Regions from separate parts of the Ovis aries genome. Here region 2 is linked to region 1. Evidence: chromatin contacts called from public Hi-C data. All regions are on one chromosome and are shown on one strand. The core of a region is the stretch at or near the end of the contact, and the rest is flanking DNA. Distances in the headings are between cores, read along the strand shown.

Evidence for each region. A called contact is a pair of places that touch in the nucleus more often than the background predicts.
Region 2: a contact with region 1 is called in a Hi-C map of liver, with 7 times the contacts expected there. The contact joins two enhancer-like sites. A contact is called at or near these places in 5 of 16 Hi-C or Micro-C datasets (hypothalamus, liver, muscle and 2 more).

What each region holds. Positions count from the first base shown.
Region 1 is chr7:97,822,447-97,829,795 of ARS-UI_Ramb_v3.0, forward strand. No RefSeq gene overlaps it. Among named protein-coding and RNA genes, the nearest start is that of GPR65, 13 kb to the left of the region's middle. Within about 2 kb of position 3,700, at least 7 of the 54 cell types and tissues checked have an H3K27ac peak or open chromatin away from gene starts, as enhancers often do. A contact at or near this core is called in liver, where this site is marked.
Region 2 is chr7:97,952,487-97,959,835 of ARS-UI_Ramb_v3.0, forward strand. No RefSeq gene overlaps it. Among named protein-coding and RNA genes, the nearest start is that of GPR65, 140 kb to the left of the region's middle. Within about 2 kb of position 3,590, at least 2 of the 54 cell types and tissues checked have an H3K27ac peak or open chromatin away from gene starts, as enhancers often do. A contact at or near this core is called in liver, where this site is marked.

The DNA.
Region 1 (7,349 bases), core at 2,450-4,949:
TATAAAAGTAAATTGTCTCTGAGTGAGAGTCTGAAGGCCTCATCTGCGATATGAAGGACATGAGCTTTGTAAAATTTCCTTCAGCTGCTCAGAGAACTTTTTACCTTTAAAAATCATCATTTTAAAAAAGTTTGGCTCTTTCAAAATTTCTTCTTAACTGAAGCGTTTTTTAAGAATTTTAAACATTTTCTAATCCTGTTCTTCCCTCTTCCTTCTTTGTCTTATCTGTTTCTTCTAGTACCCAAAATTGATCAGCTAGCAAATATCTTGGTATCATTTGTGTCGTCACATTAGGAAAAAAAAAAAATCCAATAACAAAAAAGACTAATAATTAACTTCTAGATATACACTGAAAAAAACCAGTTAGTGCCCAAACTGACTCCATCTTCTGTTAAAGCTGTCCATGACCATTTGGGTGCACAAGAGAAAACCACCTTGCTTTGAGGCCCCAGGTGCTTTCTCTGATCTTTGCACTTTTCTGATCAGAAAGTTTCTGGAAAATTAGCAGATTGTTTCTGGCCACCCTGAGGTACATTTATGTATGCTTACAGGTCAAAGATATGTCAGTGAAATGAAGAGTAACTAAAAGACTTTGGGCTGCTTCATTCATTGTTGATAAATTACTAGCAGCCGGTGCATTGAATATGTGTTAAAGTAAAAGATCAGGGAAATCTTGCCCACGTTTGGAAACTCAACATAGATTCTTGTCCAAGATCACATAGTTCCTTGGAAGCAGCTGTAATTCAGTTGCTAAATCATGTCAGACTCTGTGACCCCATGGATTGCAGCATTCCAGGCTTCCCTGTCCTTCACTGTCCTCCGGAGCTTGCTCAAACTCATGTCCATTGAGTCGGTGATGCCATCCAACCATCTCATCCTCTGTCATCCCCTTCTCCCCCTGCATTCAATCTTTCCCAGCATCAGGGTCTTTTCCAATGAGTTGACTCTTCACATCAAACGGCCAAAGTATTGTAGCTTCAGCTTCAGCATAAGTCCTTCCAATGAATATTCAGGCTTGATTTCCCTTAGGATTGATTGGTTTGATCTCCTTGCTATCCAGAGTCCTGTCTTAACGCCCTAGAATCCCAAATTCACTTCAGTTGCTTTTCCTCCTTTGTGTTTTTTAAAAAAACATACCATTTCCTTTTCTTGTTATTTTTATTGAAGTATAGTTGGTTTGCAATGTTATGAATTCCTATTGTACAGCAAAGTGATTCTGTTATACTTGTAAATATATACACACTATTTTTCAAATATCCTTTTTCATTATGGCTTATCATAGCATTTTTTAATTAGAGGATAATTGCTTTACAATGTGGTGTTAGTTCCTGCTGAAGAACAATGTGAATCGGATATACGTATATCCCCTCCCTCTATATCTACCATATCTTTCTTTAGGGATGCAAAAGGCGTATACACATGGAGAGTAGTTCAGGATAGTCATTGGATTTAGACCAGAATAAGGAGAAAACAAGAGGTATTTCATGAATCAATACCTTTGGAAATAAATCATACAGATAGTAATTAAGCTGATCTGTTAAAGAGAACTGATTAGAAATTGACCTCAATTGGTTATATCAAAAGACATGGCAAATAAAAATTTGTGGCCCCCTTAGAATGTTCTACTTCATGATTAACAACAAAATCACTAATTTAACATGTTATGAGATAAGTTCCAAAGTAAATCAGGCTGTCAAAACCTTTGATCGGGGCCAACCATGGAGAACACATGTTAGGAAGATGCTCATATGACTTAGGGCAAAGTCCTCTAGGTATCTTGTGGTTCAGCTGGTAAAGAATCCACCTGCCCTGCGGGAGCTCTGGGTTCAATCTCTAGGTTGGGAAGGTCCCCTGGAGAAAGGAAAGGCTACCCACTCCAGTATTCTGGCCTGGAGAATTCCATGGATTGTATAGTCCCTGGGGTTGCAAAGAGTCGGACACGACTGAGCGACTTTCACTTTCACTTTCATTCCCATCTTCATCAGGATTAGCGGATATCTACCCAAGTGATGGAATACCCAACAATGGAAAGTGATAGACTTTACTTTCTTGGGCTCCAAAATCACTTCAGATGGTGTCTGCAGCCATGAAATTAAAAGATGCTTGCTCCTTGGAAGAAAAGCTATGATCAACCTAGACAGCGTATTAGAAAGCAGAGATATTACTTTGTCAACAAAGGTCCATCTAGTCAAGACTATGGTTTTTCCAGTAGTCATGTATGGATGTGAGGGTTTGACCTTAAAGAAAGCTGAGCACCAAAGAATTGATGCTTTCCAACTGTGGTGTTGGAGAAGACTCTTGAGAGTCCCTTGGACTGCAAGGAGATCCAACCAGTCCATCCTAAAGGGAATCAGTCCTGAACATTCATTGGCAGGACTGATGCTGAAGCTGAAACTCCAATATTTTGGCCACTGGATGTGAAGAACTGACTCAATGGAAAAGATTCTGTGCTGGGAAAGATTGAAAGCAGGAGGAGAAGGGGACGACAGAGGATGAGATGGTTGGATGGCATCACAAACTTGATGAGTTCAAGCAAGCGTCAGCAGTTGGTGATGGACAGGGAAGCCTGGAGTGCTGCAGTCCACAGGTTGCAAGAATCGGACACGACTGAGCAACTGAACTGAACTGACCTGAATCAAGTGACTGATAGTCCCTGGAGGGACCCTAGGGGTAGGAATATAGCAACGTGAGCTGGTAAGGGCTGGGTCCCGTGGCTGTGGTTACTTCCTCTAGATGTTTCAACAAGTGCATTATGATAACCGAAGGAGCTTTGCTGTTGGTTCCACACTCTCAACAGAGCCTGCTTCCAGGAATTTACAGCTATGGTCATCACCGTAACAGAGAGGCAGAGTCCAGTTTTACTTGGCTTAAACTTTTTATTTTTGTTTCCTTTAAAAAAAATTTTTTTTTATTTGAATGAACTCAATTAGACATCTAGGATAGGCTAGTAAAGAGACTGAGAACAGGTTTTTTAAATCTCCATTTTTTCCCTACCTCGTCTGGGGGAAGCTTCACAGGTGATGTCTGAGTGCTAGTCGCTCAATCGTGGCTGACTCTTTGTGACCCCACGGACTGTAGCCCGCCAGGCTCCTCCTATACTGGAGTGGGTAGCCATTCCCTTCTCCAGGGGATCTTCTTGACCCAGGATCGAACCTGGATCCCCTGCATTACAGGTAGATGCTTTACCATCTAAGCCACCACAGGTGAAGAACAAGTTAAAAGACATAAAAAAATAACCACCCCATTTTGTTCAAATTACATACCGTCACCTCCCCAGGAGCATCCTGAGAAAATCTCCCTTTCCAACCTGATTTATTCCCTTTTCCCAATTTAAGCAAGACCTTCTCCCCAAGATACCATATTTCTAGTCTCTCGTGTCATGATCAAATAGGCAATCATTTGCCAATTACTTCTCTTGACTTTATCCACTTTTAATTAGAAAGTACCTATTTTAAAATGGAATTTGTAATACGCAGCATGTAGGCATTTCATTTTACAACATGTTTCTCTTATCCTGGGCTTCTGTTTTCCCAGTTATCGCTGTCATCGGTCATTCATGCATGGGGCTTCTGCTCTTTTCTGGTGAAACCCATCCACAGGTTGCTATGGAAACACAGCAGCTATTATAACACCCTGACCCAGGAAGGTCTTTGTGATAAGAGGCCTCTTTGTCTAGTTCATCAGGTGACCCTGCCGTGAATCAGAAGTCTGTTCCCACAATGGACACAACAGCACATAAATAATACATATTCATAGACACACACAAGCAACCCACATCACCTCGCAAAAACAAATGGGCAAAAATTCCCTGGGACCTTTCCCTCTATTTTTATACTGTTTTGGAAGAGGTCTAGCGTGCTGCAATCCGTGGGATCACAAAGAGTCAGACACAGCTTAGCGACTGGACAGCAACCACAACAAGGAGAACACATGCGGCCTCTTTGCCTCCTGAAATAACGCGCATGTGGGTGTTTTACTTCCTTGTTTACTGAATCAGCAGTGGGGAGACATCGCGAAGAGTCTTCCCTCCTCTTCCCTCCTCCCATCTTTTTCCTTCAACCCAAAGTGGCTGCCAAGGAGGCCATGGTAAGCAAACGCATATTCGCGTTGTTTCCATTGCTCTGCTATTCTGAAAATATCCAGTTCTGACTGGGAGATTTTATTTGCCATGTCCTGAGCAGGCAACCTTTGGGGGGAAATAATAGAAGGTCAGTTTAAAAGAAAGCAGGGGTGTCCAGTTTTATTCTCCATTCACAGTGTAAATACCTGATTCAAGTTAATTTTTTTTTCTTTTATTCTTTGGCATTTCATGCCGGTACTGATGGAGCGACAGGTTGTTTTTCAGTTGCACTAGGTGAACGCCCCTTTGTGCAGGAATAAGCTGACAAAGGCAACACAGGGTCAAGCGCAGGTGAAGGAAAAGTGATGTGGAAGTTAAGATTCCTCTTCTTTTTCCAAGATCCTTTTCTGACATCACTTGTTGCTGGCCAAGAAAATTCACATAGCATCCCTGTCTGTAGCCAGCAGGTGGTGATCGTGTTCTATTCAGGACCTCGTAGCTCACAGCTGCCACTCCCCAAAAGCTGAGAGGAGCTTAGCATATTTTTACAACCAAGAAACAAGCAAGATTCCCTATGAATTGGAAGTGAGTGGGGGCAAGTGCTGAAATTCAGTTTGTATTCTTTATTTCTTTGCTTTCTAGAGAGCTCGGTAACTATTAGATAGTTTTACTTAGTTTGGGTGTCCGTGGTGGCTTAGTTGGTAAACAGACCTCCTACAAAGACCTGGGTTCGATCCCTGGGTCAGGAAGATTCCCTGGAAAAGGAAATGGCAACCCACTCCAGTATTCTTGCCTGGAAAACTCCATGGACAGTGGAGCCTGGAGGACTAATGTCCCTGGGGTCACAAAAAGTCGGTCACAATTTAACAACAAAGACCAGACCAAATTCCCTATGTGATTCTAGTTTGGGGTTTTTTGTTTTTTTTTTTTTCCAAGCTGGTTAAATTGGTCAGTTTACACGTGAGAGAACACAGACTGAATTGCATAATTTCTGCATGATTGTGGCAGTAACATTGATGAGTTGTTCTAATTTAGTTATCTTACCCACTGAAGAAAATCCTGGCCACCTTTCACGTGAAGAGAAACACAAAATAGGAGCTGGGAGCCGCTTGCAGTTTTGTCTTTGGTGATGAAATGAAAATCTATGAAAGTCAAGATGTAATTCAGTATATGTGTGACTTTCCATTTCTAATTTATTATTGTTAGATCTCAGCACTAAAAACTTACATCTGCTATTTTGAATTGTTTAAGTCTGTTCTTCCCCAAAGAATAGTAATACAATCATGTTCTAGTTTAACAGTATTTGCATATCATTAAACATATTATGGCCTATAATTTACTTTTCCTCTGCCTACAATTTTCATAAGCTGTTTATGAAGCACAGCAGATTTTTACACATTTAAAAATAGATCATGATTCCTCGCATAATGTTACAATTAGGTGTTCAAAAAGCAAGTCAATAAAAGAATAGGCTGGAGAAGCCTCCATGCCGTCACTCAGGGCAAGCTTTAGAATAAATTATAAACGTCATTATCTATGAAATGTGTGCTCAATTAATTGCAAAATCAAATATAATCAAGAAACCTCACTCTGCAGTGACTAGACTTGCCGATGCTATGAAAAATATTAACTTTGGTTCCCAGAATTTCATCGATCCTTCTTGGAAATGTAATTGAACTTGTAAACATCCTCCTAAAAGAATCCTTTTCAAAATTACTGCGAAATTTTGGGTCTTGGCTCCAAGACTATTGACATTTCCTATCCTTGGAAGAAAAGTTATGACCAACCTAGATAGTATATTCAAAAGCAGAGACATTATTTTGCCGACTAAGATCCGTCTAGTCAAGGCTATGGTTTTTCCTGTGGTCATGCATGGATGTGAGAGTTGGACTGTGAAGAAAGCTGAGAGCTGAAGAATTGATGCTTTTGAACTGTGGTGTTGGAGAAGACTCTTGACAGTCCCTTGGACTGCAAGGAGATCCAACCAGTCCATTCTGAAGGAGATCAGCCCTGGGATTTCTTTGGAAAGAATGATGCTAAAGCTGAAGCTCCAGTACTTTGGCCACCTCATGCAAACAGTTGACTCCTTGGAAAAGACTCTGATGCTGGGAGGGATTGGGCACAGGAGGAGAAGGGGACAACAGAGGATGAGATGGCTGGATGGCATCACTGACTCGATGGACGTGAGTCTGAGTGGACTCCAGGAGTTGGTGATGGACAGGGAGGCCTGGTGTGCTGCGATTCATGGGGTCGCAAAGAGTCGGACACAACTGAGCGACTGAACTGAACTGAACAGATAGATTAACTTGGAAACCCTGAATTCTTTGGATGATTAATGAATCGAATCAAAGGCCTGCAATAACAGACTAAAAAGTGCCTCTGTAGGAATGTCATAGAGAGACATCCCAGCAATCTTAGACGCATGCATATAACAAGTGCCAGCTCTATGAAGCTTTCTTAGTGTTTTTAAATACGTATATAACAAAAAGCCCTCTGTCATACCACTCACCCACTCACGGAAATGACACGGATGCTAAGGAAAGCTATTTTGAACCTTTGGGGCAATGCCTTCCATGCTTGTCTGTCATTTACCCAAGAAGGGAGCTGGGACACCCTGTGCTCCAAAGGACTATAAGATGGAAAGACCTAGCGCCTTCCGGCACTCACCTGGCTCCCCTAGGGTGAAAAAATTGCCCAGCAGGGTCTGGAATAAGCAGAGATTCTTTCTCTTGCTCTACAAACCTTGCCCCAACCCCTAAAAGGACTGTTGCTAAGGGTGTTCTCTTGATAATTAGAATTGTTTGTTAAGTGAATAAATAATAAGTCAATTAGTGGAATCAACTAAAAATGGTACAATTTCACTCTTGATTCTAACTCCAGAGTTAGGTTTCTGAAACCCTTGGCACTATTTGTATTTTCAGTTGAAAATTCTTAAGATTATATGGAAAAATAAGGTTACGGAGAAATAGTTTTCTTTTAAGAAAGTTTCAATTAATATTTCTTACATTTGTTAAAGTGAAATAGAAACAAATATTAGCAATGATATTTTAAATTGGTTAAAAAAAATTGGAATTATTTGGATTAAATGGACTAAATTTTGTTGCAAACTATGAAATGGCTTGTGTGTCTCTTCTCACCCATTCAGTGTTACAAAACACTTAGTTAGAACACCCAGCCCACATACCACCAAGCTACAGGAAATTCCATTTCAGTCATCACTGGGCTGTCCTTTTTCAGGTTTAGGCCAGAATCAGAGAGATTTAATGATGCTAAGAAAATGAAGGAGGAA
Region 2 (7,349 bases), core at 2,340-4,839, 130 kb after region 1:
TGAATCCCCTATTTCCTCAACTCCCAAATCATATCAGCAGTTGCAACGAATGCATCTCGCCACACTGCTCTGCAGTGCAGAAGAGAAGCCTTCCTGGTGAAAGGCAGCCCGTTTCCACACCAGGCATCACTCACCCAGGCCCTCAGCAGGAGACCACAGACAGGCAATGTCCTGCCAGCAGCCAGAACGCCACAAAACACAGTGATTTCTCTCAAAGCCTCCCCTTCCACTACTGTTCACAATGGAGCTGCCAAAACTTACAGGACTTACAAAGCCACAGCAGGTAATGACCGACCCACTGGTAATGACCATTATTGGGCTTCATCTTGCCTCCAAGTCTTAGAACAGAAGATGGCTGTCATATTTTTCCCTTTTCTACCTACCACGTGGTTTTCTCGTCTTGGAATACAGTGCCGCCCTAAGCTCACAAGAGATTAGCAGCAGCATAACAGACTGGTGTGCCAAGCAGAGGGGACAAATTGCCATAATGCTAGAACCTCCAACAGGTATAAAACTTCCAACATCCCCTGGGCCTTCAACAGACTCCTAAAGGGCCTCCATTTGTCTCCCTCGCTGGTAAAGGATCCTCCTGCAATGAGGGAAACTCAGGTTCAATCCCTGGGTCCAGAAGATTCCCTGGCGAGGGAAATGGCAACCCACTCCAGTATTCTTGCCTGGGGAATCCCATCAGAGGAGTCTGGCGGGCTATAGTTCATGGGGGTCACAGAGTCAGACACAACTGAGCAACTAATACTTTCATTTTCTGAATGAAAAAACCTAAAAAGCCAAGCAGCCTCTGAGATAGTTTAACCCTCAGAGTGAAAGGTAAGATAGTACTTGAGCCAGTCGGCTTCTCTTAACATGCCGCCTCAACAAGTGCTTTTCAGTCTTTACTGGGTGTCTGAATCACCTGGAGATCTTGGTAAAACACAGATCCTTAGGTCTGGTCTTGGGACCTAGAATTTCTAACAAGTTCTCACATGATGCTCATGATATGACTGGCTCACAGTCCATACTTTGGGACCCAGGCCTTTCTAACCATCTTCTGCATTCCACTGGCTGAGATAATTCACTGAAACCAACCTAGCCTGATGACCCAAGATAAGCAAAACTTAATCTGGGGTAAAGGGTTTACCCCTGACCAGGGAATATCAGGGAGGAAGTCCAGTGTCTGTGTGCTCTGAACATTCAGCCAAATATGGCAGGACGACGTGAGGGAGACAGGGCGTGAGGGAGACAGCACATAGCCACGGCCCCTCCAGGAGCTAATGGGGCCCAAGAGGGGGGCCCAGCACACTCTCCACTGACCCAGAAAGAGAAGGAGGCACCAAGCCAGCTCCAGAAATGGAGCCAGAGCAGGTCTGACACAGAGCTCCTGATTTTCTTAACTACCTCCTCTTGGAATCCAAAATGGGAAGGATTTTCAGGAAGAAAAGGGAGTCATGTTGCTGTTGCCTCCGTGACTGATGCCTGTTGACGGCTTTAGGAAACCAGTGATGAGGCTCTTTCTTCATTCAACACTAGAAATGCAATTGGACAAACAAATGAACTACAAGACAGACTAACTGTATAGGTTATGGTAAGGAGGCTCCTTCCGTCCTAATTTCCAGTGTTTTGTGACATACAGGAAGTACATGAATTAAGTACCCTGGGAAGGATACACTGACTTCCTTCCCAACGAATCATTCGCACCTGCACTTTCTCTGAGTCTATCAAAGATGCCCATTTCTGCACCATTTCCATTTACATAATAAAATGGGTAATAAGAGTGTACAGGTGTTCTCAGATGTCCCCATACCCACAGTGCACCAAGGGTAGAAGAGACCCAGACGTTCAAATCCACAGATGACCCTGAGGCCCACAGTGACTTGTCCAAGTCCAACTTCCAGTTGAAGGAATATTCTACCAGATCTGGAAAGGGGAAGTCACTCATGGAGGAATCAGAGAAGCTCCATACAGTCTAGAGTGTGTGGATTCCGTTTGGCCCAAATTCAGAATTCATTTATAGCTCCTTGGCATTTCCAATTTACAAGCTTTAAGAAAAGAGCAAAAGGCTCAAGAGGGAAATGTTCACAAGAATGTATCCTGTCTCCGCTGTGACTGCTCATAGAGAACAGAAGATTCCTGAAAGAGGTGCAGAAACTGAGGATCCAGCTATGAACCACAGTCCTGGGGAAGGGAGGTGGGGGGCAAGCAACAGGTCCCCATGGTGGATGAGGGACGGACCTCTGGCTCCCTGCTTCTACTTGAAGCCAACCCTTTCCATTGCCCCAGTTACCATCAGCAAAACCAAAACTTGGACCTGCCCACTTGGGCAAGAAGCCAAGATTTAAGGTAGAGGGGAGAACTGTCAGCTATGTATGGTCCCTAAAACTCCTTGTAATTGTTAGGGTGATCTTTTAAAAAAAAATCTACTCAACGTCGTAAAAGGAAGAGAAGAAAGACAAAGGGACTCAGAACCCTAAAAGTCAGGGGAAGAATGCGTGTCTGACTGTTCGACACGTGCCCCTTACCTCCACTGTCAAAAGGGATTTGGGGGAGCTGGGGCGGGGAGGCGGGTTGGGGGTGGGGGGCTGATACCAGCTCTTCAGCCTCATGGATAGGGCGGCTCCCTGCCTGCGCCTTCTCTCCCTGCCTCCTCCCAGCCAGTCCCTCTTCATAGCTTCTCTTCCAGTTCTGGAAGAACCCACCGTGAAGACGCACACAGGGAAAAGCCTCTCCCGTCCCCTTCAGACGCCCTTGCGTCCTCGCCCCTCAACCCCACCTTGCCCTATTCCCAACCTTGGATCGGTCCAAACATTCTCCTCCGCCACTGGGGTGCCTCCTACCTCTGTGCTGCTGAGCACTGCTTGACAGAGTCACACTCAGGCCCTGCCCTACCCTCTACCGCGGCTGTTCCCAGCCTTCACCACTCCCTCACCAAGGTCCCCTCTCACACCCAACTCCCTGCGTTCCACAGATGGGCGCACCTCCTACTTACCCTAGGAAGACAAAGCCCTCCCAAAGAACCAGGCAAGCTCCTCGCTGCCTGTGAATGCATCCAAGTCTACAAACCCCCACATACCACCCACTCCTTCTCCCTCAGAGAACCTTCTCTGTTCTTCCATCAGGGGCCTTCCCACCATCAATGCCCTGCACACACATCCCCGCCCCTCTCTCCCTGGCCCAGATCCTCCCCTGGGCTTCCCCACTCCCCTGCCTTCTCAACCTCTGTCGTAGGGTTCCTTGGGTACCGCTCTATGCCCCCAGCCCACCAGAAGCAGTCTTTTCTCTTACAGCTGGTTCTGTCTTCCCTGCCAAGCTCGTCAAATAAATCCACCATGCTTTTCCCTTCATGCTTGATCTCCTCTAGCTCTGCAGTCGCGCCTCCCACCGCTGCACCGTTGGAAAGGGTCTAGCCGAAGTTTTAGGCTCCTCTTAAATACACAACAAGGCTCAGTGGACATCGTGCAGGCCCTGTGATGTGTGAACGTCCTGCCGCTGTCTCTCTTGCCCTGCCCCAGCCCAGGCCCTGGCTTCTGGGATCCCCACACCCCTTCTGCTTCTCTCCCCTGACCCCGGCTTGACCCCTGGGCTGTTGGTTTCCCTTCCTCCTTCGGCAAGCCCCAAGGCTTTTCACTCCATGTGCTTAGTACTGAGAGGGCTCTTACCCGTCCTCGTGGCCTTATCCCCTGCCTGGACAAGTGGACCCAGAGTCACCAAGTCCTTTCCTCACTGCCTCCTGGTCCCAGTTTTCCAAAGAACCCACAGGTACCTCATTTCCTGACTGAGTGTTCCTTTCCCACAACTTCCAAGTACAAAGAGAGACCCACTAAATCCTCCATAAAAGAAAGGGTTTCACACAGTGAGAAAGTTTGTAGATGCAAAAGACAAAAGGAAGGTCTCCACAAAATCAGGAAAGAAGGTGATTGTTGAGGGTGCCAGTGGAGAGCTTAGCTTTAGAAATAGCACTTGTTCCTCTGAGGAGAGCTTCGTATTTATTGAGCGCCACCTGTAGGTGCCAACAAGGAGCAAGCATTTGGCTCAGTTCACACTCGTAACAATCTTATGAGATTAGGAATATCATTCCAGTTTTATTAGAAGAAAAACTGAACGCAAAACAAGGTTCATTAATTTGCCCAAGGTCACAAAGCTAGTAAGTGCCAAAGTCAAGACTTAAATTCAAACCAGGTGTCTCCAAAGTCACTGTCCCTCAGGCATGAGAGAAACAAAACAAGGATCCCAGAGAGAAAGAAAATTGCGAAGTTTGACAAGTTTCTGAATATGAATATAAAGAAAAAGATGTCACAAAATTGAATAAACTCAAAAACCTAGTAGACTATTTCCCTGTCTTCCCATCACCCCATCTCCCTTTCTCCATAAAATGCTATAGTCATCAGGCTCAACAGATTTCCCTTCCAGCTGATGCTTTTTTAAATGTGTTAAACCTGATTTGTGGTCTACTTATATTGAGTCAATGCTTTGTGCCTTATCTGCTGACTTTTAACTGCCTTTCGTCCTCCGATCTCATCTTTCCCCCCCCATCACCTATGGTGATGAGGAATTTTGTAGGCTTTGTTTAGATCTTGGCACCCTGGGGATTCAAACACTCAACAGATATTCCCTGGGAGCTTGGATACATTTTCCTGAGGCTTAGTTGCTGCCTTTCACCCTCATTGACTTTTTAAAAAATATTAACCATTTCTATAATTTGATTGGGCTCTGGTGGGAAGGTGGAAGGGGAAGATGGATAAGCAATCCATGTATCTCCTTGGATTTTTTTTTCTAACTTTATTAGGATTTCCTATCAGCCAAGACAATGATCCTTCCCTTTTTCTTAGCTTTGGGAATATTGTGTACATCAGCAAAAACTACACTGGATGGTTGGTGGGGGCATGTGACGTGCACGTATGCATATTTGCCTATTGAAGGTGGGCTGAAGGCATGACCACTGAAAACCACCTGTCTTGCAAGGTTATCATCCCCCCAGGGAACTTTAAAAGCCAGCACTCTCTTTATCAGAGTGAAACAGGGAAAATGATCTTGATCAATGGTATCAAAATCCCAACATTAGTCCAAATACTTGTTTGACTTCTAAATTTAGCTTCAGTTAGCTAGTTAAGAAACATCTCTGCAGTGCAAGAGTCTTTCAAATATTACTTAACTAAAGGGCACTGTGCTGATGTCCTAGTTTTTCTCATTGTCTAATAGATGCATCCAACTAGACTCAAAATCTTGGTGATCTACAGAGCCAGAACCATGGTCCTAGCACTACCTCTCCAGGCCCTGTTCGACCAGAATTTGCCTAGAGATTCACCCACATTTGTGCCAGCTCTTCAAAAGAGCTTTCGTCTCAAGCTTGTATTATAGAGCAGGCTACCTGTTCCCCTGGAAAATCTTTGGCCCCCAAGTCATCGTGAAAATCATACTGAAGAATGGAGCAGACCCCATTAAAAATCATGTGGAGAAGGGGAAAAACTGGTGGAAGTTGAAGAAATTGGATCTTAACCTTGAGATTCAAGGTGCAGTCGACAAGCACAGAGAGAAGACTGTGCTGGGTCTCTGAAGAACTCCAGGTGTGGACAGGAGCAGCCCCCAGAGCAGTTTAACTGAACAGAACCTTGGCGAAGGTTCCACAGCAACCCTCCAGTCTCGGAGAGGGCCTTTGCGGGAAGGGGTTCAGACTGTGCCTGCTCTTATATTCCAAGTGAACTCATGACTCTTGTTCCTCTCCCACCTGATTATAAGCCACTTAATTTATCTCAGAGCATCAGCCCAAACCTGGGACATCCTGAGACGCCAATGACTATGGAAGAATGGAAGGAAAGAGAGGAAGGGGGGAGGTGGGAGAGAAGGTAAGACAGCTGAGAAGCCTACATACAGACCCAAGTGAAACAAGAACTGAAAATGAGCAGCAGGACCAGGCTCAAGTGGACAGCTGCAAGACCCAGAAAATTTGGTGGAATCTCTGAAAAATTCAGTGGGCTCAGCTCAGTGGAGAAGAGGTCCAAAACTGCTCCAGTGGCCAAGACAGGAAAGCCTGAGGACGAGGAAGGGGTACAGAGACAGGGGCTCCTACTCTTTGTTCCCCTGAGGGCCAGGCCCAGAAGTGAGCACAGAGCCTGGCAAACAGGGAAACAGGTGTTCCCCAAAAACTATGTTGAATAAATGTGAAGCTCATTTACAAGGCCCCTTCCAGCTCTGACATTCTGGGACCCTGCCTTTTTCAGACCTCTCATTTCAGGCAGGTCCCTCTGACACCCCCATGGCTGGGCCTAGCAAAATAAGAGAAGGATAAAACTGCATTTTGAAGGACAGAACGAGGCAGAAGCAAAAGCCTGGCCTTGGGACATCACCTCACTTGACCCTGGGAAGTAACCTCAAGTTCCAGCTTGAGGAACTCCCCGGACTACTGACTGAACTACTTTTCCTGTTTTCTCCAAGGAAGAACACTGTGCCCATTGATGGCAGCAGATACTATCTCGTGGGAAGAGTCAAGGCACAGAAACCACCTCTTGATGACCCATTTGATTGATGGGCTTCGCTGCAGAACTCTGTTCCACCTTGTCCCCGCACTGGAGCCCTCCACACCCTGTAACTTAGAGAAGGGCTAGCTCCCAGCATCAGGCATATTCCCATTCTTCATTCCACTCCCTTCTATTCTTACTGACGAAGGAGCTGAGCCTGGCTGGCGCTTCCTAAGGCTGAACGATTTAGGGAAATTCTTCTGTGCCTTAACCTGCAGGCCACAGGAGGGGAGACTTCATGTGAGTTTTTGCCTGCATTCCTGAAGATCAGTCAATCAGTACAGAAGGAAAGAGGGAAGGAGAGAGGACAAGGGAGGAAGGAAGGAGGAAAGGTGGGAAAGGACAGAGGGAAGGAAGGGCGAAATACGAATGCAGATGAAACAAACACTGAGATTCGAAGCATCCCTGTCTTGAGTTCGCAGCTAAAAGTCTCATATTTTTGCTGAATTCGCTTCTGAGAAGGAAGCCAGTGGATCACATTTCTAAACGACGGGATTCGGGTTTCAGTGCTGCTGCTTTCTAGCTGGGTGAAGAAGTCCCTTTAGCCAGACTGTCCAATGTGTGAGCTCCTGCTTTTCTTGACTTCAAAGGGCTGGAAGCTTCCTGTCACTGCACAGAACCGTTCCTTCTCGTGTTTCTGGGTTTGTGTTCCTAGACCACACTTCCGCTGGGCCCTTCTCTTAGGCCTGGCTCTTGCTCACACACCCTCAAAGCCTGGAGGATAAAGTCCAAGTTCCTCAACATGGTATTTGAGGTCTTTCTGGGTCTGGCCCCCTCCCGCCCTCATGCAGTCTTTCCATTCTAGGACAGTGCGCATCACCCTTGATCCCCACCCCCACCCAC